Linked DNA regions of Sus scrofa: regions 2, 3 and 4 are each linked to region 1. A link is a contact called in public Hi-C, HiChIP or PLAC-seq and promoter capture Hi-C data. All regions are on one chromosome and are shown on one strand. Each heading gives the region's core, a stretch centred on a gene start, on an enhancer-like site or on the middle of the called end of the contact. The rest is flanking DNA. Distances are from core to core; before and after follow the strand shown.

Region 1 (6,228 bases), core at 3,162-5,661:
GGACCTGCTGCACAGAGTTTTGAATGGAGACCCACAGCAACACTGCAATTATGACCTACATGGTTTGTAAAACCCCATCTTCACTTTTGTACATTCTCTACATGAGGAAAATTATTACTATGCTTTTCTAAATAATCCAGTTTTAGCCAGTTAAAAAGGAAAGCAAGAGAAAATATAGTCACACCTCTTAACTTCACTCCCATGTGACACAAGTAAGCAATAATGGGACAAATTAATGTGAGCACACTCAGGAATCAATTTTTTCTTACACCATCAACAGCCTCACCTAATACTGCAGATGAGATGGTTAATGAAGTTCTTCACTTGGGCTGAAAAGTGTGGGGTAGGAGGAGGGAAAGTGGAATTAGCCTCACCTGAAAAAAGAATTCCTGCCTTTGTACCAATATCTAGAACGTTTTATGATTTATATAACTACCCAGATAAGTCAAGGCATCTTCAAAGAGGGCACTAGAGATGTGAAATAAACCCTACCTCATATACTAGCATTCTCAAATCTCTGTTTACCAGTTCCCATTCATGCTCTTAAAAAAAAAAAAAAAAAAAAAAAAAAAATTCAATGAAATGCAGCCTGGGCAAGCCCAATCTCACCAACAGCTAAAAGCCCCTCCTTCTCCCCTACCAGCTAAAATAGAAACTATAAATTGTTACAACTTGAGGAGACTTGGACTCACCCAATTCAAAAATTCAGAGACTAAGTTTCAGAGTTTAAAAAGCCCAGTCTCAGGCAAAGCAGCACATTTTCCCTATGCCTGAGGTTTCTGGTAAACAATTTTGGCTTTATTAAACAAATGATAATAAAGAGCTTACAAAATTCTCACTCACTAGAGGAACCACCTTTCTTAGTTAACACTAACTTCACTATAGAGGTAAAACATTAACCCACATTTTATTTATTTTTCTTCCTTTTTTTGGCCACGCCCACAGCATTCAGAGGTTCTGGGACCAGGGACTGAACCTAGGCCACAGCAGTGACCTGAACCATAGCAGTGACAACACCCGATCCTTAACCCACTACATCACCAGGAACTGTTTAACTCAAATTTTAAACCAAGAAGTCTACTATTCAGTCTTAGTATCTATCAAATGAGCACAATAAAAAATGTAAACAACAGGGACTAACTGGGTACGCAAATACAACCCGTTCGAATACAAATCTCTTCTGTGCTCAAGAACAACACAGGAAACTTGACAGATTTTTTCTTTCCAGGTGGATTACACCTATTAGGCTGCAAAGGCTAAAAACCACAGACCCTTCCTGCTAGTATTAGTCACTTCATAACAAAAATTTTAAGCCAAAGCTTCCTTCCGGATAATCGTTTTTGTCCCTGCAACACTGCAAGCCAAGATGGGGTGCCCTCCTGGGCAAAAGAACCCTGTGAATGGTAATGAGAGTTTCATACATAACTTCTGACCACAGACTTAATTTGCCCAGTATCACTTATCTGTCTAATAAGTGTTCCAAAACCAGCAATTAGTACAAATATAAAGCAGGCACTATTCCACCAACCGAGAGAGAGAATGTAAGTGGAACTGTGCAGAGTGCTTATGGAAAACCTCTTTTTTAAAACAACAACAACAACAACAACAAACCCAGAGAGCTAAAAAAGGCAACGCAAAAACGGGTGGGAACAAATACAACAGCCCCTCTCCTTCCCGCTCTCTCTCCAGCCATCTCCTCTCACCAAGGTCTGCTTTAGTATACTGCTGCTGAACAACAGAACAAGACTCATTAGAACAAGATGCAATCGGGGTACCGGCGCAAAGGTGGGATTATTTTTTTGTGGAGGGCGGTGGAGATTTCTCCAGGCAGAAGCTGGAGTGTAAACTCTGCTTGGCCGGATTGTTCTGGGCTGAACTGCAGAGGAGGATCAAGCAACGGGCGACCAACCCTAGTCCTTCCCTCCCTCTTCAGTCTCTCCCCTCCCCTCGCTTTCAGTCGGGAGGGGGTGGGAAGCGCACAGCTTTCCAGCTCTCCGCTCCTTAAAACGCTCTCGCGGAGCCACCGCACATAATCCTGCCCCGGCAGCAGAGAATTTTGCAGCGAAGGGTTCGCCGATCCGGAGCGGAGAAGTGAAATCCGCGCCCAAGGGCAATTTTAATTGTCTAACCCGGCCCGATTTCCTAAGAGGCGGCAGCGCGGGGAGGGGAGGGAAGAGGGAGGCAGCTCCGAGAGGCAACAGGGGGCAAGCGGCGGCAGAGAAAGGGGACCAAAGCGGCAAGATCTCAGCCCCGGCCCCGGAGAAGCTTCTGCAGAAAGGACTCCGAGGCTACCACCACCGTTCCCCGGGAGACGTTTGAAAATCATATATGCAGCCAAAATGGCGCTGAGAATAAAAATATAATTTAAAGGCAGGTCGCCATATTGTAAACAGAGAGGCACAGAAGAGGCGGACTCGAGAGACACCCTCCATGATTTCTTCCACGGCCCAGAGCGCCCGGGCGCCGGGTCCGGCGGGCCTGGACCAGGGCGGCCAAGGGCTCCTGCGCACCCACCCCGAGGACAGCCCAGCCCGGCAGCAGCCCGAGGGCGGCGGGCGCGCGGGCAGGAGAGCGGCGCAGGGCCCGGAGCTCCTCCCCTTCCTCCCCCGCCACCGCCGGCCGAGCCCTGCCGGCTCGGTCCCGGCTCCCCAGCGACTTCCAATCCCAGATGGGGCTCTCCTCACTCCTCCCAACCCCCACCTCGGGGTCCGGACCCACCGCTGCTCCTCCCCCTCGAACGGCCGGATCCGGGCAGCACCTGGGGGCGGGGAGGCGCTCGCCCCAGCGGCTGCAGAAAGTCAGCTAGCGGCTGCAAACGCCCGTTATTTCGGCAGGCTGGGGTAGGCCGGGTGAAGGAATGTGCCGAGAAGGGTCCTTCAAGGGGCTACAGAGGGGTCCCCAGACCTTACCAGCACTGGAGGTGGAAGGCGGCCGGGCAGTGATCACAGCACAGGAGATCCCCCCCTTCTTTGCAGCTATCGCAGCTGTCGTGGTTGGTGGCCCTGCCGCTTCTCCGGGGCTCCTTCTCTGGCTTCCGACTCCGCTTTTCTGCCTCGTCCGCCTTGGGGGGAGCCAGCAGAGCCTGGATTTGCTGCACACACATACAAATGGCGTGTGTGCACACTCGGAGCTCCCGGGCGGTCCGTCGCCCCCCCGGCGCAGCTTCTCTGTCACCCACCCTTCTCCCCCCTTTTGTCCTTCTTCCTCCCATCCAGGCTGCTCCCAGAACCTCTCAGCCCCCGGAACAGGGGAGCCCACCCTAACCGCGTTCCTGCAGCACAACAACGAGAACGGCTTCTTCCAAATGGGGAGGATCAGGGTAGGGGGGATGGGGAGAGGGTGTGCGGTTCCCTTCTCGCCACTTCCTTGTATGGACAGTGGGGGACTCCAAAGCGAGGCTCGGGAGAGGCCTGAAGCTCGGTACCCGGACGTGCTGGGGGAAGCACAAAGGGGCCGACAAGAAGGGGGTGGGGAGGCCCGCCGGTGCAACGCGATGGAGTGGGTTGGCGCTTCGGGAGAGCGAATCGAGGGCGGCGGGTAGGTGAAACTGCTGCAAACGTCCTCGGCGGCTGAGCTCAGCCCCCCGAGTTGCAAAGATGGGAGGGAGCGTCTGGGTGAGAAGAGCCCCCCCCCTTCCCCGGCCCTCTTGCGCTGCGAGCTCAGGACCGGCTTTGTGGGGCGGAGGGCGGAGGTTCTCTACTGGCGCTAGGGAAAAGAAATGAGGAGGGCCACTCTTACCTCCATCAGCCCCCCCGACGTGTCCAAGTCGTACACGATCGTCTTGGTCTCCATTTTCTCCCACATTCATCCACCTCCCGGGCTGGGCGCTCTCTGCTCCGGCCCCCCCAACCCCGGGGGGAGGGGGTAGCGGGGGGAGGGGGCGCTCCTGACCCCGGCCCCCCTTCTTTTTTACCAACACGGGTCCCGACTTCTTCGCCCTGGCTCCCCCCACCCCCCGGCCCCCAGTCCCCGGGACGACAGCGTCCTCCCACGGGCCGTGAGGGGGAGCGGCCCCTCAGCCCCGGCCCGGCGGCTGGCTGCACGGTGGGTCCCGGCTCCGGGGGTCAGGCCTCGGCGGGGCCTAGTCCCACAGGCTAAAGCCGGCGCTGGCGACCGCTGGTCCGGCCGGGAAGGCTGGCGGGCGCTGCCATCCCGGGGCTGGGGGGATCGGAGGGGGGGTGAGAGGTTAGGTGAGGTTGTGGTACGTGAGGTGACTGCGGGGAGGGTGATGGGGGGTGGTCCCCGGGCTCCGCCTCTCGCCGCTGCCGCCGTCTGCGTCCCGGCTGCCGCGCACTTGGCGCAAACTTACCGCGAGCGCCCGCAAAGCCACCCGCGCAGGCGCCCCGGGATCGCCGCTCGCCGCGCGCAACCGCAGTGACAGCCGGCGGCCGGGCTCCCGCGCAGCCGCAGTGAGGGGGTACCCCCCAGCGCGCAGCCGCGCTGGCATTCGTCTGGAGCACCGAAGCCCCGCCTTTCTGCCCTGCGCCAGCGTACTGAGGTAAAAGGGCGGGACCTGAGGTCTCGCGCAGGCGCCTGGGCGAGCTGGTAAGGGTCATAGCGCAGCCGCAGGAACAGGAGGACCCTTCATCCATTGGAGTTTGTGAATAGCCCAAGAGCACCCGGTTCCCGCGCAGGCGTGTTAAGGATGCTCCCCTCTCGCCCCACAACAACGCAGCCGGCTCCCGCGCAGGCGTGTTGTTACCTGTAGGCCCTCACAAGAGTGCTTATACTTTCGCCATTTTGGTAATGATATATAGGCTATCGTGTCCTTGGAGTCCTTAGGCATGAACAGAAAGGAGCAAAGTGTAGTGCTGGCTGGACTGATAGGCCGTACTCCTAAGGATGTCGTACTGGACTGTCAGGTTCCAGCGTCAGGTGTGGCTGGACCAGGCGCCATATTGGTAAAGATAAAAGAAAAGCCATTGCAACGGAAAACGATGTTTTCGGTGTCGGGTTGGATGGCTACTGTTCCCAATTCCCTCCCGATCCCGACAGTAAATTTTAGCTTGAGCATGCTTGCCTTTGCTAGTGATGGCACCATGGAGAGCTCTCCGTTACGACTTGACCACTATCTCTGAGAACCACTCTCCGAAAGGAAGCCAAAAGCGAAGTTTGTAATGCTGACAACGCCCAGCTACCTGCCTACTGTGGACTTCAATTCCCAGTTTGCAACGCGCAAAGGGGCCAAAGGGCGAACGGGAGCGCATTGCACCCTGGAAGCAAGAATCGCGATGGGTCTGGTGGATTGTGGGAGCCGTAGTTCCATGTGCGTGCGATGCAGTGTGCAGTAGGATGAACTGGGGGAAGAGTGATTTGCCTGCCCGGAAGAGATACTTTTTATAGCTTCAGTGTGGTATGCTGGGATTTGTAGTCTGAAGGCCTCACTGAAATTCTGGGCAGGACTTCAGCTCCCTCCTCTGTGATCGCCCTCCCCTTGGTCTCATCTTCGGAGATGGCCTGTTGTCTCTGCCTGACTGTTGATGGAGCGAAGGAGAAGGGAGTGGCATCATTGTGCCTGACACTAGGCATTTAGTTGGCGTTTTTACCAGATATCCTGGGCAGGTAGCCTGGTTCACTTTTGATGTTAAGGTATCCTTAGCATTCTCAGAAACCTAAAACTGGAAAGGGTTTAAAGAGCATCTGTATTAATCCCCTCATTTCCAGAGGCACAGAGAAGAGTAGTGATTTGCATATTTCACATAATGCATTTATGGCAGACCTAGGAATGAAAAAGATTTGATTCCCAAGTTAGGACACTATCTATCTGCCTGTGAGGAGATGCTGCTTCTTTTGGGATGATAAAGTGGATAGGGTAAGGATGTCCATATGTGGTCTTAGGTTTCTGTTTCTCTGACTTTCCTAATGATCCTGTTGGTGCCTGGAAAGAACACTAAGGTCCTGGGCCTTATTGATCAAAGGATATGTAGATCGGCCCTTTCTGTCCTCTACCAGCCTCAGCAAACAAGAATTTTTTTGTCTTTTAGGGCGGCACTCCCAGCATGTGGAAGTTCCCAGTCTAGGGGTAAAATTGGAGCTGTTGCCACTGGCCTACACCACAGCTACAGCAATGTGGGATCTGAATCCTACACTGCAGCTCCCAGCAAGACTGGATCCTTAACCCAGTGAGCAGGGCCAGGGATCAAACTTGCATCCTCATGGATGCTAGTCGGGTTCGTTACCACTGAGCCACAATGAGAGCTCCCAAACAAGACTCAATGATTGTGGGCC
Region 2 (5,960 bases), core at 624-3,123, 280 kb before region 1:
ACTGCTGGGTAAGCCAAGAGCAGCCAAATTTCCTACTTTTCAAGATAGGAATTTTTTTTTCTTTTCTTTTTAGGGCTGCCCCTGCGGCATATGGAGGTTCCCAGGCTAGGGGGTCGAATTGGAGCTACAGCTGCCGGCCTACACCACAGCCACAGCCACGTCAGATCCGAGCTGCGTCTGCAAGCTACACCACGGCTCACGGCAATGCCAGATCCTTAACTCACTGAGCGAGGCCAGGGATCAAACCCACCACCTCATGGTTCCTAGTCAGATTCATTTCTGTTGAGCCACAGCAGGAACTCGAGGAAATGTTTTAAGAACAGGAGGAAGTGCAATAGCTCTCCACTAAATACTCTCCATTACTATTTCTACCAGCTTCTCTCCTCAGTGTGATAGCCTGTTCCTCACAATGACATGGACTGAACTTGCTTAGTATTTCTCTTTTACGAATATGCTGCCCTGTTTCCACTCTTAAATTAAGCTCTTCTACTTCCCATTATCTTTGTTCTGTGCTTCTGTTATCTTTCTTACATGCCCTCGACACTCTGCGCCTTATAAGCATTTTTAACAGAACCACTTGCATCAATTCCAGTATTCCCAAACTAGCTCTAAGATCATCTTGGCAAAGGGGTGCAAGGCTGCGTTAACTAGGAGAGAGAGCCACTACAATTCTTAAAAAAGGAAATCAAAAGTTGAAATTCATTTGGATCAACCCCACATACTACCCAGGGAGTTTCCCAGGACTCTCACCACTGTTTGCTGGTGCTGCTGAAATTTAAGACTAACATTCTGTATCCAAAAAAAGGAGCCAATCTTTAGTTCCGCCTTCAGCTTCCGCTGACACCAACTGGTGGCCAACCGGACCACAAGCCACCTGCAGAAAAATCCTTATGAGTTCATAGGACCCTCTCCCAATTATGGCCTCCCTCACCCCCTGCTGGCCCTAGAACACCTTCCAAAGGACCATGATTTGTAGCTGAATCTTCTGGGCAGCTCTCCTGTCTTCCAAAACACCATTCTGTCATATACATTCATCCGCGCAGATCAGGACCCCAGCCCTGGAGTGTCCCCTCCACCCAGATGAAATCAGACGAACTAAACTGCACCTTCTAAGTTGGAGACAAAGAAAGCAATCCCTCAAATCCTTAGGAACCCCAGAGATAGAGAGAAGACTCCCAAGAGAAGTCGAAGGACAAGCACCCCTGCCAGATGTGCCCATCACATCACCCCAAAGGGTCTCCTTCGCCTTCCAGACAGGTGTCCGCGAGAAGGCACTGTGGGGTCACACCCAGCCGACTCAAATGCCGCTCTCCCTGGGCAGCCAGACCTGTTCCTGCTCCCCAGGGCAGGTTGCAGGTGCCCTTCGCGCTCGCGGAAGAGGACGTTCAGAGGCGAGTGAATGGAAAAAGAAAAGCCGAGCCCCGTCCTCACTCACACCTCCATCCTCCTCCCAATCGTAGCATCTCCTCAGGCCTCGTCCGCTTGCTTGTTCTCCCCCCCACTCCCGGTTCTTCCGAGACAGCTCCGGTCGTACGCCCCCGCTCGATCCCTTTCCTAGTCGCTAGCCCCCTCCTCGGCCCCTCCCCCTCTCCATCTCCCCACCTCTAGCCCCTTCCCCCTCCCGCCCGCTTCTTTCCTGCGCGCGCCCCCTCCTCAGCCTCTCTTCCTTCCCTTCCCACTGTCCCCTCCCCCGCTGTAGCTGGGATCCCCTCACCGGCCTAGGAAGAGGGCGATGAGCGCAACCAACAGCAAGGCCAAGAGCGCGGAGAAGAACAGGGGCATTCCGGCCCCGGCCCGGCCCGGCTCTGGCCCCCGCCCTGCCGGGGCAGCCCCCGCCGGCTCCAAGCTGGGCCGCCACGGGCCGACCAGCAACAAGCGCAGGGACAGCGCGGGGGGAGGAAGCGTTGGCGCGAGTGCGCCCCGCCCCCTCCCGCAGCCAGCCAGCCTGCCAGCTGTCTTTCGGCCCCGCCCGCCCGGCGCCCGCGATCCAGTGGGGCCAACCGGCTGCTAGCGCGAAGTGTAGGCGTGGCTCCGGAAGGAGCGCACTGGGAGCGGCCCTCAAGCCGATTGACACACAGGCCCCGCCTCAGGCGCACCCTTCTGGACCCGGAAAAGCGGAACCGGGTTTACTCGCCAGGGCCTAGGCTCGCCCGGGCCTAGGCTCGCTCCCAGGATGTCAGAGGACCCGGATGGATCGCTTCACTGCGGGGAGATCCTCTCTCAAAGCGTTTCCCAGAGTAGTTGTATAGAGTCTGCGTGGCCACTTAGGGCCTGGACTGAGGCTAATGCCCCAGTTATACCCCTGGGTCATACGAAGTACTTATCCTGTCTTATTCCAGAGCCTTATCCGAACATCATTGAGGAAACCAAGGGGTAATTAAAAGGCCTCAAAAGTCCCACCTCATTCCATTCACAACAGAATGAATTTTTAACTCATTTACTGTTCAAATGTTCTAGTTAATATGTATTGTGCTGCTGTGTGGGCAGCACCATTCTGGACCTTTCCTTGCAGTTTTCAGTTTTCTACTGTCAACAGCAGTCAAAGCACTGCGCTGGAGTGGTATTACAGAAGTAAAGAATAGGAGTTCCCGTCGTGGCGCAGTGGTTAACGAATCCGACTAGGAACCATGAGGTTGTGGGTTCGGTCCCTGCCTTGCTCAGTGGGTTAACGATCACGGCGTTGCCGTGAGCTGTAGTGTAGGTCGCAGACGCGGCTCGGATCCCGTGTTGCTGTGGCTCTGGCGTAGGCTGGTGGCTACAGCTCCAATTCGACCCCTAGCCTGGGAACCTCCATATGCCGCGGAAGCGGCCCAAAGAAATAACAAAAAGACAAAAAAAAAAGTAAAGAATATTGTACTTGGAATTCCTCTGTGGCACGGTGGGTTAAGGATCTGGTATTGTCACTGTAGCTGCCCAGGTCATTGCTGTGGCGTGGGTTTGATCCCTGACCCAGGAATTTCCTCCTGCTGCAGGTAAGACCAAAAAAAAAAAAAAAAAAAAAAAGCTTGTGTGTGTGTGTGTGTGTACATATTGTACATATCTTCCACAAGAACTATCTAAGAACTATCTATATATGTTCTTGCCCTTTGGGAACAATTTATCTGGAAAGCAAACATCATTATGTGAAATAGAGAATTCAGTCAACTTTATTTTACCTGTTTCTCTGTGAAATGCAACAGGACAAATGTTCCTTCCAACTCTAGTGCAGTGATGCTAACACAGTACAAGCTAAAGAAATTCTAAGGATTTAAAAATAAATACCTCATATCCCTTTGCTCTGACATCCTCATCTCCATAAACTCCTTCAGGATTTCACTTGGGGACTTTCTTTCCCACTCCTTCAGATAAAGCCCCATTTCAACTTTCACCTAGGTTACCCAGAGTTGCTTTTACCCTCCCAACAGGTTTCCTTCCTTACCAAGTCCTCTCATTGGTCATTTCACATTTCCCCAAGGGCTCTGCCACTGTTTTTTTCAAGTTCATACTTAACTCTCAACTATAGTTCCACGATCATCCTTGTAATCTGCAGCCTCAAGATATACGCTGTCTGTGAACTTTCAGGGAAGATGTAATAACTTAGTGAAAACTCTGACCAAGCTAGAAGGGGTAACTACAACACATCTCCCTACTGTCATTCATGTTGTGCAAGTTGTTCTCTTTACTCAGATGTTTCTATCACTTGCCTTCTTTCTCCCTAGGCTATTACCACCCAACTCCCAACTATCTCATTAGCATGAAATGTTGCTTTCATTATGTTTACATTCTGGAGTGATCTCAAGGGATCGATGCAACCGAAGTAGAATAAGGGGGAAGCGGGCAGAATGAGCTCAACTAGTTTGAGACCTCAGCTTACTAAGACACGTTCTTGTAAATGAGAGCGGGTCTTAAGAGTTCTCTAGTGACTTAGCAGGTTAAGGATCCAGCATTGTCCCTGAAGCAGCTTGAGTTGCTGGTTTGTTTTGGGGGAGGGTGGCTTTTTAGGGCTGCACCCATGGCACATTAAGTTCCCAGGCTAGGGGTCAAATTGGAGCTGCAGCTGCCAGCCTAACCACAGCCACAACACCAGATCCTTAACCCACTGAGCAAGACCAGGGATCGAACCTGAGTCCTCTTGGATACTAGTCAGATTCGTTTTGCTGAGCCCCAGTGAGAACTCCCTGGGTTGCTGCTGTGGTACAGGTTTGATCCCTGGCCTGGGAACTTCCACGTGTCATGGGTGTGGCAAAAAGAAAAAAGAGAGAGCAAGTCCTTTAATGTTATGGGGCCATGTGTGACACGATCCAGTATCTCCAAATGTTCAGCATTATCTCCCTAAAGCAAATAAGGATTAAAAAAAAAAAAAAGTCCAGTAGTTCCCTTCGAGGCATAGCAGTTAACGAACCTGACTAGTATACATGAGGACATGGGTTCAATCCCTGGCCTTGCTCAGTGGGCTAAGGATCCGGGAGTGCCATGAGCTGTGGTGTAGGTCACAGATACAGCTCAGATCCCGCATTCCTGTGGCTGTGGCGCAGACCAGGAACTGTAGCCCCAATTTGACCCCTAGCCTGGAAACTTCCATATGCCGCAGGTTTGGCTCAAAAAAAAGAAAAAAAATCCAGGAGTTCCCATCGTGGCACAGTGATTAATGAATCCGACTAGGAACCATGAGGTTGCGGGTTCGGTCCCTGCCCTTGCTCAGTGGGTTAACGATCACGGCGTTGCCGTGAGCTGTGGTGTAGTTGCAGACACGGCTCGGATCCCGCGTAGGCCGGTGGCTACAGCTCCGATTTGACCCCTAGCCTGGGAACCTCCATATACCGCGGGAGCGGCCCAAGAAATGGCAAAAAGACAAAAAAAAATAAAATCCAGACGTTTCTACAAAATAAAAAGGCCTGCTAGTCACTGAAATTCCAGCAGATGGCAGACACTTCTGTTCACCACTACCATCCTTGAAGGACATGGGAAGAAAGTTCCTGGAACTGACAAAGGAAGGGAAGAAATGAGGTGAGCAAAGGACAAAAAGCTTTCTAACCACCTTTTCAGAAAAAGATACCCCTACGTTATTCCAAAAATAGTTATCTCCCAAGAGCCAAACACAGTTGTAGTGCAGGAAAAAGAACATGCGCCAGACACAGCTAGATTCCTATTCTTGGATTATTTACTAGCTTTAAGAATTCAGGCAGTTACTCAACTTTTCTGTTTCTGCAATGGTAAAACTATAGTATCTACCCAGTAATATACCTATTATGATTAAACGAAGTAAGATCTATAATATGGTGCCTGGTATATAGCAGCAAGTAAATGTTGGTTCCTCTTTCTACCTCTACCCTTTTTTCTCAAGAACATTAATAGATCCAAAGTAAAACATTTCATTGGCTATTTATTAAGGATCTTTACCCACAATTAGTCAAAAGTCTAATAAGGATGAGGTGCTGAGGGAGGAGTGAAAGTAGAAACAAAGTTAGGATGCAAGTAAGGCTCTCAAAAGAGCCCACACCAAAGGTCCCCAGCATCTCAAAAGAGTGACAGCAATGACTCTTAGGACTCAAAGATTAATTAGATTATGAAATAGCACACCACATAAATGACAACACAGTGACTAACAATGCAATTCTTTTATCATTTTGGAGAAAGAAAGTAGGAAAAAGTCACATACATTAAATAATTCATAATGCCAGATTCTGAGGAATAATAATTTCCCAGGTAGGAGGGATGTATCCCCGTTTCTGTTTTATTAATAGGAATAAAAAGCATCTGATCCTTTAGTGGCAAGTCCTGTGCTCAGGAAGAACTGACCCAAGTCTGGGAGAACAACCAATTCAAGTATGAAGGGATGAAGCTTCCAAACACAGTCACTATTTTCTGTCATGCATCTTCATCTCAGAGGTGACATGGCCACGGACCAGGGAACCTGTAGCAGGGATCCAAAGGGTGAGGGAGCAGCAGTCGTCTATGAACACTGTGCGGTAACAGTGGCT
Region 3 (6,766 bases), core at 3,437-5,936, 350 kb before region 1:
GAGCTGCATGAGTCTATATTGTAGTTTGCAAATTTGGGAGCGGGTGCATGGACAGTCATTAAAGTTTTCTTTCGGGAGTTGCCCTTGAGGTTCAGCAGTTACGAACCTGACTAGTATGCGTGAGGTTGCGGGTCTGATCCCTGGCCCGCCCAATGGGTTAAGGATCTGGGGTTGCCTTGAGCTGTGGTGTAGGTGGCACACGGGACTCGGATCTTGTGTTGCTGTAGCTGTGGCAAAGGCCGGCAGCTGCAGCTTTGATGTGACCCCTAGCCTGGGAACTTCTATATGCCACGGGTGCAGCCCTAAAATAAATAAATAAACAAATAAACAAATAAATTAAAAAAAAAAAAAAACTTCTACAGCAAATGGAAGGCAGCAATACTGCAAGGAGGAGACTTAGGAGAGGACGAGCTGAAAGGATACGGCAGGACCGCAGCCTCTCTGCTCATCTCACCTTGGGGAGAAGTGGGGAGTGCTCTGAGATCACATACACTGTCAGGGAGCCCTCGGCTTGCTCCAGCGGCTCAGCTAACATGGTTTCAGCCTCTGTGGACAAGAGCAGGTAGTGTACCAGGTCATCCTCTGGCCCCCACACAGCACCTAACCCATCACTCTACCTCCCGCTCACACCCAGCTGACACTGTGGCCAGGCTTGGCCCTCAGGGGCCCAGGCTGAGCCACAAGGTGTCTCATTCCCAGCTCTCCCAGAGAGAGTTTGGAGTTAAGACAAGGTATGGAAACTACACACTTCGAGATCAGAAGGGAAAAGAGGGGTTCCTATTAAAATGATTAGTCCTTTGGGTACCTTGTACACTGCCCGATGAGAGGGCCTCCTCCTCATGGTCCAAAGCCCTCCGATAGGCCTTCTGGAAACGGCATTTGATTTTCAGTTTGTCTGAGAGAAAAGGAAGAAGCATGTTGAGAAGAGCAAGCATCAGACCTCTGCCTACCTTTCCAGCCCTAACACTGCACGGTATCTAAAGACAGTAAGATAATTGTTTGCAGAGAAACACCAAGAAGCTACAGCCCATTCTAATGATTTCTGCATGGATGATATAAACACAGGACACTCCACCTCTTCCACCTGCCCAGCTCTTGCCTCTGCCTGTGTACACACTACCTTCAACCTCAAGTACCCTCCCACTGGGAAATCTATTACAATATTCATGACCTGAATAGGTAATAGGAGAAAAACCATATGATCATTTCAATAGGTGCCTCAATATAATTAACCTCAGTGAACATTCTTGATAAAAACAAGACAAAACACTAAATATAATTTCATTAAAATTAACGGAATTTCCCCAGTGGCTCAGTGGGTTAAGGATACGGCATTATCACTGCTGTGGCTTGGGTTGTTGCTGTGGCATGGGTTTGATCCCTAGCCACTTCCACATGCCTCAGGCACAGCGAAAAAAATATCCATAATAAAACAAAGATGCCTGCTAACTCCTCTCTTACTCAGTACTGCTCTTTCTGAAGTTCTTCACCAATGGAGTAAATGAAAAGAGAGTAACGTGAACATTTGAAAGAAAGGCAAAATGGACACTTTTGCAAAAGCCTAATAATTTTCTATGAGGATCAGAAAGAACTGGAGTTCCCTGGTGGCTCAGCAGATCAAGGATCCAGCTTTGTCACTGCTGTGGCTCATATTGCTGATGTGGCACAGGTCCATTCCCTGGCCTGGGAACTTCCGCATGGCATGGGAGTGCCACAAAAATTAAAAAATAATTAAAAAATAAACAAGTGAAATCAAAGACAACCAACTAAAAAATAATTGCAAGAATATGCAAGAACAACAGCTTTTTGATAAATATCAGCAAGAGCCAATTTATAAAGTATTTTTAAAAATACCAGTCACAGGAGTTCCCGTTGTGGCACAGTGGTTAACAAATCTGACTAGGAACCATGAGGTTGCGGGTTTGATCCCTGGCCTTGCTCAGTGGGTTAAGGATCCAGCATTGCTCTGAGCTGTGGTGTAGGTTGCAGACTCAGCTCAGATCTGTCGTTGCTGTGGCTGTGGCGTAGGCCAGCGGCTACAGCTTGGATTAGATCCCTAGCCTGGGAACCTTCATATGCCCCGGGTACGGCCCTGGAAAAGACAAAAACAGGACTTTACTCAATGACATAGAAGATCTAAATAAAATAGAAAACACATACAAAGCTCCTTGATGGCAAGAGTAAATAGTCTAAGGATGTCAATTCTCTTCATTAATCTAAATGTGTAAAGCAATCTCAAAGGATTTTTTTTTTCTTTGCTGCCTGGAATTTGATAAGCTGAACCTAAAATTTATTGGGAAAGTTCTTCTTTATAAAAAAAAAATTCCAGGTCATATATGCAGAAAAAAATGGCAGAATTTAAAAGTTGTCCTTTTGCTACATAATGAAATGGATTCCAGTATCAACAGATGCTAAAACCATCAGGTAAAAGGTTGACAGGGAATAAAATATAGGGAAAAAAAAAAAAAATCACCTTTTTTTTTTTTTTTTTAACAGCCACACCTGTGGTATATGGAAGTTCCCAGGTCAGGGGTCGTATCAGAGCTGCAGCTGAGGCCCATGCCACAGCCATGGCAACACGGATCCAAGCCGCATGTGTAACTGATGCTGCAATGTGCAGCAACACCAGATCCTTAACACCTCAAGCGAGGCAGGGATTGAACCGCATCCTCATGGAGACCACGATAGGTCCTTAACATGCTGAGCCACAATGGGAACTCCTAAATCATTTTCATATCACCCAAAGTGAAACAACCAGCCATTACCTGATAACACGATAGAAACTATACTACACCAACTATAAGTATGCTTGCCTAAAAAATAGAACCTAATTTTGATCAAACTCTCAATCTAACTACTAGTTTGTAAGAAATATGGATAATAGAGGAATAAATTAAATGAAACCAGGAGGAAGCAATATGCCAAATCCAGAATATGAGATGTTCTATGAAACAAATGACTGGTTTCTCAAAAAAAAAAAAATCAATGAAAAGAAGGGTGGGGGAAGGGAAAGTGATATATAATAAAGGAGACAAAAGAGACTTAAGACGGGGATCATAACACTAGGATTAAAGAGGCAACACATGTAAAGCGCTTCACCTAGTTTCTGGTATATAATGAACAACTGACATTAGCTATCACTATTCCTGGCTAATACTAATTCCCTCCCTCCCCATCTTCATTTAACCTGACTTCCTACACATCCTTTAAAAATTGAGCTTAAAAATTACAGTCCTTGAAACTTGCCCTTCCTTTCTTTCCTCCCAGATAGTTATAGCCTCTTTTTTAAGTACAATCTGTTTCCTATATACTTACATACTTCTGCTGTGATTTAAGTGTCTCTCTCCCCTACCTATGAACTTCTTGAAACCAACATCAATTTCTTATTCATCCCCAAATCCCCGATACCTAAGAAAAGTACATAACACTCAGAAAGTGTTCAATGTTAAAATGAATAAATCCTGTATAACAGTCCAAACTGATTCCAAACTCTGAGATCATTCCACTATATCTCACTTCCTCCCCTATCCCCAAATAAGCATCAACTGCTTCTGATCAGGTAGCATAGCTATTTTATAAATAGAAGTTAATGATGAACACAATTCAAAGATGCTTTTCTTCTAACCCCAAATACTGTTCATTCAGAGAGGCATTTCAATAAGTTTCAACGAGTTGGGGTTTTTTGCTTTTTTGGGGGGGCCGCACCCACAGCATATAGGGGTTCCCAAGCTAGGGGTCTACTTGAAGCTGCAGCTGGAGCCTATGACACAGCCACAGCAACGTGGGATCCAAGCCGGATCTGTGACCTACACCACAGCTCATGACAATGCCGGATCCTTAACCCACTAAGTGAGGCCAGGGATCTTACACTCACCTTCATAGATACTAGTTAGATTCGTTTCAGGTGAGCCACAATGGGAACTCCTCAGTAAGTTTTTAATTACCTTTACGGGATACATACTCTCCTCCTATCCAACTTATCTGTGGCCTGAGCTCACACCAGAAAAGCTACCCTGACTCCGCAGTCCCCTCCCTGGGAACTCACACTTCAGAGGGATCTCTCTTTCATGCACAACGGTGAAGGGCAGCTTCTCCTGGTCGTCCAATGGCACTGACTCCTGGGTAAACACGACAGTGACGGGCACCATGAGCCGGAGCTGCAAGAAGAAGCAGCAAGGTCATCAGCTGAGTCTCTACCTTGCCGGTGGGCTGTCGCCTGACCCACCACCACCGAGGTTTTACCTGCAAGGAATTCAGCCCACTGATCTCAGAGTAAGGCAACGAGGCCCGATAGGTCTCCGTGGTCTTCCACCAGAGCGGCAGCCCCAGCACGATGGCCACCGCAGCGAAGAAGAGTGCGGCGCGCTTGCCGCGGACCACCTCTGGGAGTACGAGGAGATCCACTGAGGCGCCAGAAGTGGGCTCAGGTGCCGGCCCACACCCGACGCGGAGGAGCCCCAGGTACTCCGAGCCTCTCCACCTGCTTTCCCAGGGATTCCTGTGCGAGGGGCCGGGGCCCGTAGCTGATGAGATCCTGTCTGAGGCGAACCCCGACCCCCAGTCCGAGGGATCTCTGGCACACCACATTCCCCACCCCCGCATCCGCGAGCCACAGCCCCCCACCCGAACGCTACCGCACCTAAGTCCGTAGCCGCAGCCCCGGCGGCCGCCATGCCTCCTTCCGATTGCTCCGGCAGCCGAGGGGCGGTGCTGTGTAGGCCTCCCCCAGTCGGGAACCCGAGAGGAGGAGGCGTGCCCACGGCAGGATCGCGGCCAATCACGAGCGGCACTCCTTACGCGCAAGCGGGAGAAAACCCAGCGAGGGGTAGGCGGGGCCTACGCAGAGCCTTTTGCAGAGTTTGAAAGGTTGCTCCCGCGCCTAGGGGTGGCCGAGGAATTGTAAAGGTTTCAGCGTTGCTGGAAGACGCTTGATTTGTACCCCTTTTCCTTGTGGAACTCACTCCTAGCCCCAGGGATTAAAAGCGTAAACGCTGCAGTCGTTAAATAATAGCTGGGCAACCACGGGAAGCTCTAAGCCTGGGTTTTCCCTTTTGGAAAGTGAGGAAATACCCCTCCCGTGGCTCAGCGGAAACGAACCTGACTAGCATCCTTGAGGACTCAAATTCAATCCCTGGCCTCTGTCAGTGGGTTAAAGACCCCGCGTTGCCGTGAGCTGTGGTGTAGATCACAGATGCGGCTGGGATCTGACGTTGTGGCTGTAGTGCAGGCCGGCGGCTACAGCTGGGATTTGACCCCTAGCCTGGGAACTTCCATATGGGGCGAGGATAGCCCTAAAAAGAAAAAAAAAGAAAAATGGAGATACTAAAATGTGATCATTCATGTAAAGTGCCTGGCACAAGAAAGCACTCAAAAGTCACCTATCACGATCATTATAATCCCTATCATGGAGCTCCTCTAGCAACTTTTTAGCACATTTGGCTCATTCAACATTTTAAAATTCATTTGAATTCATTTCCAACTTGTTAAAGTCTGAATACTTCACTTAAAACCTTTGAAAATTCATGAGCACAGACTCAGTACTGATCACTTGGGTTCAAATCCTAGATTTACTTTACCTGGGTGAACTTGAGAAGTTAACCTCTCTGTGCCCGTTTCCCCATATTACAAGAGAGGTAGTAGGAGTTCCCACTGTGGACCAACAGGATCCGGGGCATCTCTGCAGCACCAGGATGAGGATTCCATCCCTAGCCAGGCACAGTGGGTTAAAGGATCTGGCATTGCTGCAGCTGCTGCCTGTGGCGAAACTGCACAGCTCAGATCTGATCCCTGGCCTGGGAACTCTATGTGCAGCCAGATGGCCAAAAGAGAAAAAAAAAAAAAAAAAAAAAAAGAAGGAGTTCCTGTTGTGGCTCAGTGGTTAACAAATCCGACTAAGAACCATGAGGTTGCGGGTTCGATCCCTGGCCTCGCTCAGTGGGTTAAGGTTCTGGCATTGCCCTGAGCTGTGGTGTAGGTCGCAGATGTGGCTTGGATCCCGCATTCCCGCATTGCTATGGCTCTGGCGTAGGTCTGTGGCTACAGCTCGGATTAGACCCCTAGCCTGGGAACCTCCATATGCCACGGGTGCGGCCCAAGAAAATACAAAAAAAAAAAAAAAAAAAAGGAGAAATAAAAGTAGGGGTAGAAATAATATCTACTTTATATAGAATTGTTATATAAATGAGTTAACAAATGTAAAGTGATTAGAATAGGGCCTGGCAGGAGAGTGCTATGTGTTAGCTATTTTTGTTAATGTAAGATCAGGCCATTACTGGGCCTACATTTCCTTATTGCAAATAATTATCTGGGTGAAGCATTGGTTGTGCACTTTACATAGAGCATGACCTCCCCAGTTCACACAGAACACACTCAACTCAAAGCTTCTCATCTTTTCATCTGCTCAGATAGAGCCAGGTGCCGAACCTACTACACCCAAGCCCCAGCCAAGTTCAGCCTGAGACCTCACCAGGTCTGCTCTTGCCCACTGGCTCTTAAACTGGCTCCCTCGGTGCCTCCATCTATCACAAATAAGAGTGGACAATAGCCCTTGGCAACCTCTTAGATATCCTGCTGGGTCTGGCAGTGCTGAGCCTTGGAGATTTTCCCTGTTGGGCCTAAGCCCGGGTACTCCTCCTCCAGCGGCTCCCCTAGCACCCTGTGTCAAGCCCCAGCAGGGCTCAACACAGCAAGTGGGAGACTCCCATCCCCTTAACCCCATTTTGGGCCTTGCGCAAAAGCTGCTTTCAGAAGTTGCTTGAGTCTTGCC
Region 4 (6,270 bases), core at 3,742-6,241, 330 kb after region 1:
TGTATGAAACCAAAACACCTAGGGCACTAACTCTTACAAGATATATTTTCATTTTACATTTGGGTGAACACTCTCACAGAAATTAAGTAACTTGCCCAAGACACAAAGTAGACCTAGAAAGCTGAACTCCAGTCTATCTGGAACATGGTTTCCTATCACCATGTGGTATTTCCTATCACAGTGCTTAACCAAGTAATATAGTAAGGAAATACTAACAAAACTACAATGAAAGTTATCTAATTTTAAAAAGTGTTACGGTATTCAAGTTTAAGAACTTCTATCATCATAAACTGTGATTATTACTATATGTGATTCAACTAGGTAATCTGCCTTTGTCACTTTCATTCATTCTCTTGGGCCTTTAGCTTGTGAAGGCTAAAAGGCACATGAACTTCTAATGTATTCTTGTTTTGAAATTTTGTTGTTTTAATTTCCAATACGGTAAAAATATCAATACACATAAAGCTGTATACTTCAAGAGTACAAGGACACTAAGATTTTTTTAAGATTGAGAACAATTGTTTTTAAAGGAACTTGATGTGAAATAGAACACTCTGAGAACATTCACAAGTGTTTATTCACCATAGTTTTAAGCCATTCTGCATCAGAGAAATGAGCAAATTATATTAACTTTGAGGCAATAACACAACAAAACATACTTAAGGTATAATCATTCCTGAAACAGAGTGGCACAGAACTTGTTCCATGAAGGAATATATTTCATAAAAGTTAACTTCAGTAGAGTTACATTTTATTTTTTTGACTGGCTAAAAAAGCTATGATAGCCAATCATATCAAACATTTTTTTTTGTCTTTTTAGGGCCAAACCCACAGCATATGGGAGTTCCCAGGCTAGGGGTGGAATTGGAGCTGTAGCTGCCAGCCTAAGCCACAGCCATACCAGATCTGAGTTAGTTCGAGGTATTGCCAGATTCTTTTTTTTTTTTTTTTTTTTTTGTCTTTTTGCTATTTCTTGGGCCGCTCCCTCGGCATATGGAGGTTCCCAGGCTAGGGGTTGAATCGGAGCTGGAGTCACCGGCCTACGCCAGAGCCACAGCAACGCGGGGTCCGAGCCGCGTCTGCAACCTACAGCACAGCTCACAGCAACGCCGGATCGTTCACCCACCGAGCAAGGGCAGGGACCGAACCCGCAACCTCATGGTTACTAGTCGGATTCGTTAACCATGCGCCACGATGGGAACTCCTATTGCCAGATTCTTAACCCAATAAGCAAGGCCAGGGATGGAACCCGCCTCTTCATGGATACCAGTTGTGTTCATTACCCCCGAACCATGATGGGCACTCTTTTTTTTTTTTTTTGTTATATCAAACTTTCGGTGAAATAATTTTAACTATGAAACAGAGATCACTGGGATATTTTCTAAAAGGTTCTTTCTTCTTTTTAGATAAGCAGAAATTTCAGAGATACACAACTTTTTTTAAAAATTTTTTTTAGAACTGCACCCATGGCATATGGAAGTTCCCAGGCTAGGAGTCAAATCGGAGTTGCCAGCTTACACCACAGTTCACAGCAAGGCCGGATCCTTAACCCACTGAGCAAGGCCAGGGATCGAACCTGTGTCCTCATGGATACTAGTCAGGTTCTTTTCCGCTGAGCCAGGGACAGGAACTCGAAGATACTCAACATTTTTAACAGATATATATTACTCATGTACAGCTTTAAGCCAAAAAGAACAACTATATATACCTCTTAACATGCTGACAGGCTAAACAAACGTTTGGACCTGTAGGCCAATTTAGTCATAACTTTTCAGGCTTCAACGATAAGCAGTCTTAAACACCAAAATAAAGAACTAATCCAAGGTCCAAACCAAACTGGACCAAAGCCAGGCCTTTTAAATTAACTAGAATAATTTTTCCTATTTGGTGGGAAACCAGAAATTTATAAAACCACCCAGAAGCCACTATATTTTCACCACAAAGTTTTAATTACAAAAAGCATTTCTAATTTAACTATATAAAAATTTTCCATGGCAACCTTGTTGGTAGGCAGAAAGTCTGCCAGAGTCACTTTCTTTTTAAAACTCGGGTATTTTTTAAAATGTAATCACTATAGGATTATTGAGAGAAATTAAAGGGCTCCCTGTGCTTTTATTATTTAGGGTTGCCATGCTAAATCATCTAACCCTACTTGGAATAGACTCAGCAAACCCTGAGTCCTAATAAACCCAGCTTTTGGATTAGAATCTGAAATTACCAAATCCATTTGGCCCTCTCTTGCGCCCTCTTCTGGATAAAGAAAAACTTCCTCTTTATGGGTATGGGTCATAAAAGCCCGCCTCAACACATTACAAACACATTTCAAAAATCCTCAAAATCCTAAGTCTCCTTAGCACTATGCATGTTGAAGCAACAGTAATGTGACCAGGCCATACAAGAAAAGCTGCTTAACCCAAATTGTTTACGTCCTCTCAGAACTGCTAAACCCAATTTTCCCTATTTATCCCCTTTCAAGATATAACTAATTTGATGGATGCCACTTTGAATGGTTCAGGGTTGTTTCTTTAGGTAGAGGAGTCCTGCATGAGTATATTGATACCTGGGACAAAGCTGAATTTTCCAATCTGAACTCTAACACTGCCTTACAGTTCAAGTAACCATAAGATTTTTCTCATCTTTAAGTTGAAAAAGACCCAACATTAAAAGCATCTAATGTTGTGTAATTTCTGTAAGTTTAAAAACTGTTCCAAATATTTAGAATTAAACACTCAACAAATATGCTGATTTCTACTGTACACCATCAGTTCCCACCACCCCGCCAAAATGGAGAATCTGACATTCCAGTTTCAGTGTTCAAGCTACATTAAGTCTGCAATAGAAAAGCAGTTTTTCTCCAGCTCTCAGTAACTGCTTACACCAAATTTGACACGCTGGATTTAACATTCATTTTCTTAACATTTCAATTTATAAAGAACCTTTTTTTAAAAAATCTGAGTGGTCATAAACTTTTTGGGGGTCCAAATCGGTTTTAAAATGGGAAAACACCCTGCCTTTTAACGTGATAAAAAGCTTCATCCCAGGCAAGATGGTAGTGCACCAACCTCATGGATGAGCCACCTCGGTTCACCCTTAAGGGCAAGAAAGCAGGGTGAAAAAAAAAAACAAAAACCCTCGCCCTTTCCCCCATCCAAACATTTTTTCTAATCTCGCCTTTCAATAACACTGCCCAACCCCAGATGGTAAATGTTGCGGCTAGGAGGGAGATAGAACAAGCTTTTTTTTTTTTTTTTTTTTTTTTTTGTAAAAATGAGCTGCTAGAAGGAAAAGGGCCCAAGAGAAAGCCTGAGAGGCGGAGTCGTGAGCGAACCTGGCAGGAGACGAGGTTCCTGTGGCAGAGAAACTCGTGACCGGGGAGCCTGGTTCCCGCTGGGTACCCCACCCGGCCTTCAGGCACCGCCTCTACCCAAAATGTATCCCCCCCGCCCCCCCCAGCCCTCCTGCCCGGAGAAGCACCCGCGGCCGCCGCCCGCGGCCTCCTTCTCTCTCAGCTCAGCTTCTAGGCCGGCTCCCAGCCCCGAACGCCCGCGCCTCCCGCCGCACCCGGGAGCGGGAAACGCGGCCGCCGGCGCGCGGGGCCCGGCGCAGGCCGCTCCCCTCGTGGCCGAGTCCCTCCCCCACCCCAACCGCCCCCGCCCCTCACCCCAGGGACCCGCCCGGGGCCGCGCGGCCGCCACCGGGTTACACAACCCGGCCGGCGACTGGGGGAGGGGCGGCCGCGGGCCGGGGGCGGCGGCGCCCCCGCAGTGTGGGGGGCGACGCGACGCCAGGGGGGTTCCCGAGCCACCCGGCTTCGCCGCGCTGTGCGCCCCTCGACACCCTTCCCCCTCTGTTCTTCAGTGGGCCGGAGTCAGTGACAGGAATCGGCTTCCAACATGGCGGACAGGAAGCGGCCTCGCGAGGAGGAGAGAACATTCCAGCCGCGCCGGCTCTGGGGGGAGCGGGCCTGGGGCGCCGGCCTCGGGAGGAGCCGTGAGGACAGACTACGAGGTCCGGTGCCCAAATGGGGCGTCTAGTGGTGGAAATGACCCGAGAGATAAAGGGTCCCAACCGCCCCCCCCAGACGGGGAACCCCAAGGCCACAGGTGGGCTTGGGGTGACGGGTGAGGAAGGACACTTCAAGTCTGCCCCCCTACCCTTTCCTCGCCGCCTGCAAAAGGGTCTCGCGACGCCACCCAAGTCGGAATTCGCTAGGCCTTCCCGAGTTACACCCCAAAGGATTTGGGAGGGGGCTAAGTTCGCCCCCAAATTAGGCTCCCTCCAGGGCCCCAGGAAGGCAAATGAGAAAGGAATATAGGGTTAGACTTCCAAGGCCGACCCTCCGAGTCTCCCTCCAGCCCGGGCGGGGGCCGGGAAGGTCACACAGGCCCGATTGGGCCTCTCCCATGCTGAGGGGAAGAAGAGGGCGCTGCAAACTCCGAGGCCCAACCCGAGCTTTTGGAGAATGAAAGGGGGCTTCCCCAGACCCGCAGGATGGGGACACACACACACACCTCGACCCGGTCCGCGCTCTCCCGATCCAGCCCCACCCCCATCTCCCCTACCCCCCCCACCCCATCCCCCTTCCCCCATTCGTTCTCCCTCCCGGACCTGTTTTCTTCTTCGGCGTTTCCTGGTGCTGCTGGAGGGCGTGTTTCTGCTCATGTTTCAGCGGCTTTGGCTGGGCCTTGGGACTGCCCTCGGCTCCATGCTGCAGGTATTGGTGAGGCTGCTGGTGATGGTGGTGGTGATGGTGGTTGTGGCTATGGTTGTAGAAATAATAATGGTGGTGGTGGTGCGGCGGCTGCTGCTGCTGCTGCTGCTGCTGCTGAGGGTGATGGTGCGGATGGTGGTGGCTGTGATGGTGCTGAGACTGTGGCTGGCCGGGCTTCTCCTCCATTGAAAGCGGCTGGGACTCTCTGGCTGAGGCTGCGCGCTGCTGCACCGTCAGGATCTGAGACTGCTTCTCCGGGCTCACTCAGTATATCTGAGCGCGTCTCGCCAGCGCACTGGTTAACAGAGCGATTCTGCGAGATTGGCAGCCGCACCCCAGCAATCAGAAGGCACGCTGAGCCTCAGGCCCCGCCCCTCGCCCAAATCCTCTTTCCTTCCCCTTGGCCGCTGCCTCCTGGCCAACGCCACTTACCCTATGCAACCTCACAGGGCCGGGCCTTCAACGTCAGCACTATGGCTCGCTCTTCTGTCGCTTTCTCTCCTTCACCGCGCAGTATGCGAACAGCACTTTCTACACTCCTCGCTCGAAAGCTAGCTTATGTCGAGGGTAGCAGATTCCACTGGTGATTTCACTGGCTCTGGGAGCCATCTGTTGGTTTTGCACCTCCTTAGAATCTGTTGGCTTTATTTATTTATTTATTTTTTGTAAATCCTTTTCCGGGTAACCAGAGGGGAAGCTCAATTCCCTTAACCCTGAGACCACTAAAGGGACAATATAAAAAGAGGAAATAAATACATTTTTTTTTTCAAATAGAAGAACTTCACAACCCAGTAGATCATTTTGTATTCTGGTTTCATTTTGCTTTGTATTCATATGCTAATCTCTTCCTTTCCACGAAGGGATTATAGGATTCCACAATGGGGTATCTGTGTAATTTTCTAAAAGGGCACAAAGGGTTTAAATCATTGTTTCTTTGTAGATGGAGGCAAGGGAGAGCGGGAGGAATGAAAATCTAAAATCTACACTGAAGTTTTATTGTTTTTTTTTTTTAACTCTGCAGGTGAGGTCAACTGTGGAACCAAGATAGGTTTTAGAATGTGAAGAGTTTCCAGAGAGAAAGAGGAGGAAAGAGCACTTTGAAAGTTAAGTTTTAAAAAATTTTTTTGGAAAATATAGGAATTTAAAGAAATAGTCTGTTGCATTTTGTAATACTGACTTAACTTATCCTGCATTACCACATCACAGCCTGATTTTTAAAAGCAAATGTTTAGTCAGGAGACTCACTACGCAGGAAGAAAGAGATTGTGATGGGGATGCACGGGTGTACTCTGATAATATTTTATTTCTTGACCTAGATGGTGATTACATATATATTTGCTTTATAATTATTTCGTAAACTGAATATGTATGTATGTGTAATTTTTCTCAGTGTATGTTATATTGGTTTTTTTAATTTACCATTTTAATCAGTTTTAAGTATGCTGTTTAGTGTTAAGTACAATCACATTGTTATAAAACCATCACTGTCCATCTCCAGAACTTTTCATCATCAGAAACTGAAACTCTGTACCCGTTAAACAGTAACTCTCCATTCCCTC

Evidence for each region. Promoter capture Hi-C pulls out the DNA fragments that hold promoters and counts their contacts. A called contact is a pair of places that touch in the nucleus more often than the background predicts. HiChIP or PLAC-seq counts read pairs in DNA pulled down with a chosen protein or histone mark.
Region 2: a promoter capture Hi-C map of liver shows a contact between it and region 1, with 2.4 times the contacts expected there. The contact joins the promoter of KIAA0100 here to the promoter of PHF12 in region 1. A contact is called at or near these places in 2 of 5 promoter capture datasets (fetal liver and liver), 4 of 47 Hi-C or Micro-C datasets (heart right ventricle, liver and skeletal muscle) and 1 of 2 datasets of contacts at active chromatin or transcription factors (alveolar macrophages).
Region 3: a Hi-C map of liver shows a contact between it and region 1, with 4 times the contacts expected there. The contact joins the promoter of PIGS here to the promoter of PHF12 in region 1. A contact is called at or near these places in 1 of 47 Hi-C or Micro-C datasets (liver) and 1 of 2 datasets of contacts at active chromatin or transcription factors (alveolar macrophages).
Region 4: an H3K27ac HiChIP or PLAC-seq map of alveolar macrophages shows a contact between it and region 1. The contact joins the promoter of NUFIP2 here to the promoter of PHF12 in region 1. A contact is called at or near these places in 1 of 5 promoter capture datasets (liver), 1 of 47 Hi-C or Micro-C datasets (liver) and 1 of 2 datasets of contacts at active chromatin or transcription factors (alveolar macrophages).

The regions. Positions count from the first base shown.
Region 1 is chr12:45,170,344-45,176,571 of Sscrofa11.1, forward strand. PHF12 (PHD finger protein 12) reads right to left here and starts at 4,412. Exons shown (of 16, transcript XM_005656997.3): 1 at 4,310-4,412; 2 at 3,739-4,158; 3 at 2,910-3,091. The coding sequence starts at 3,804.
Region 2 is chr12:44,891,595-44,897,554 of Sscrofa11.1, forward strand. KIAA0100 (protein KIAA0100 homolog) reads right to left here and starts at 1,874. Exons shown (of 43, transcript XM_003131765.5): 1 at 1,715-1,874; 2 at 751-874. The coding sequence starts at 1,782. It overlaps SDF2 (stromal cell-derived factor 2), which reads right to left. Exons shown (of 3, transcript XM_003358183.4): 3 at 5,343-5,960.
Region 3 is chr12:44,816,347-44,823,112 of Sscrofa11.1, forward strand. PIGS (phosphatidylinositol glycan anchor biosynthesis class S) reads right to left here and starts at 4,687. Exons shown (of 12, transcript NM_001244339.1): 1 at 4,640-4,687; 2 at 4,243-4,382; 3 at 4,046-4,157; 4 at 806-895; 5 at 455-546. The coding sequence starts at 4,673.
Region 4 is chr12:45,501,596-45,507,865 of Sscrofa11.1, forward strand. It overlaps NUFIP2 (nuclear fragile X mental retardation-interacting protein 2), which reads right to left and starts at 4,992. Exons shown (of 4, transcript XM_021067508.1): 1 at 4,609-4,992. The coding sequence starts at 4,897. LOC106507970 reads left to right here and starts at 3,421. Exons shown (of 2, transcript XM_021067509.1): 1 at 3,421-4,008; 2 at 5,733-6,270. The coding sequence starts at 3,430. The coding sequence ends at 5,759.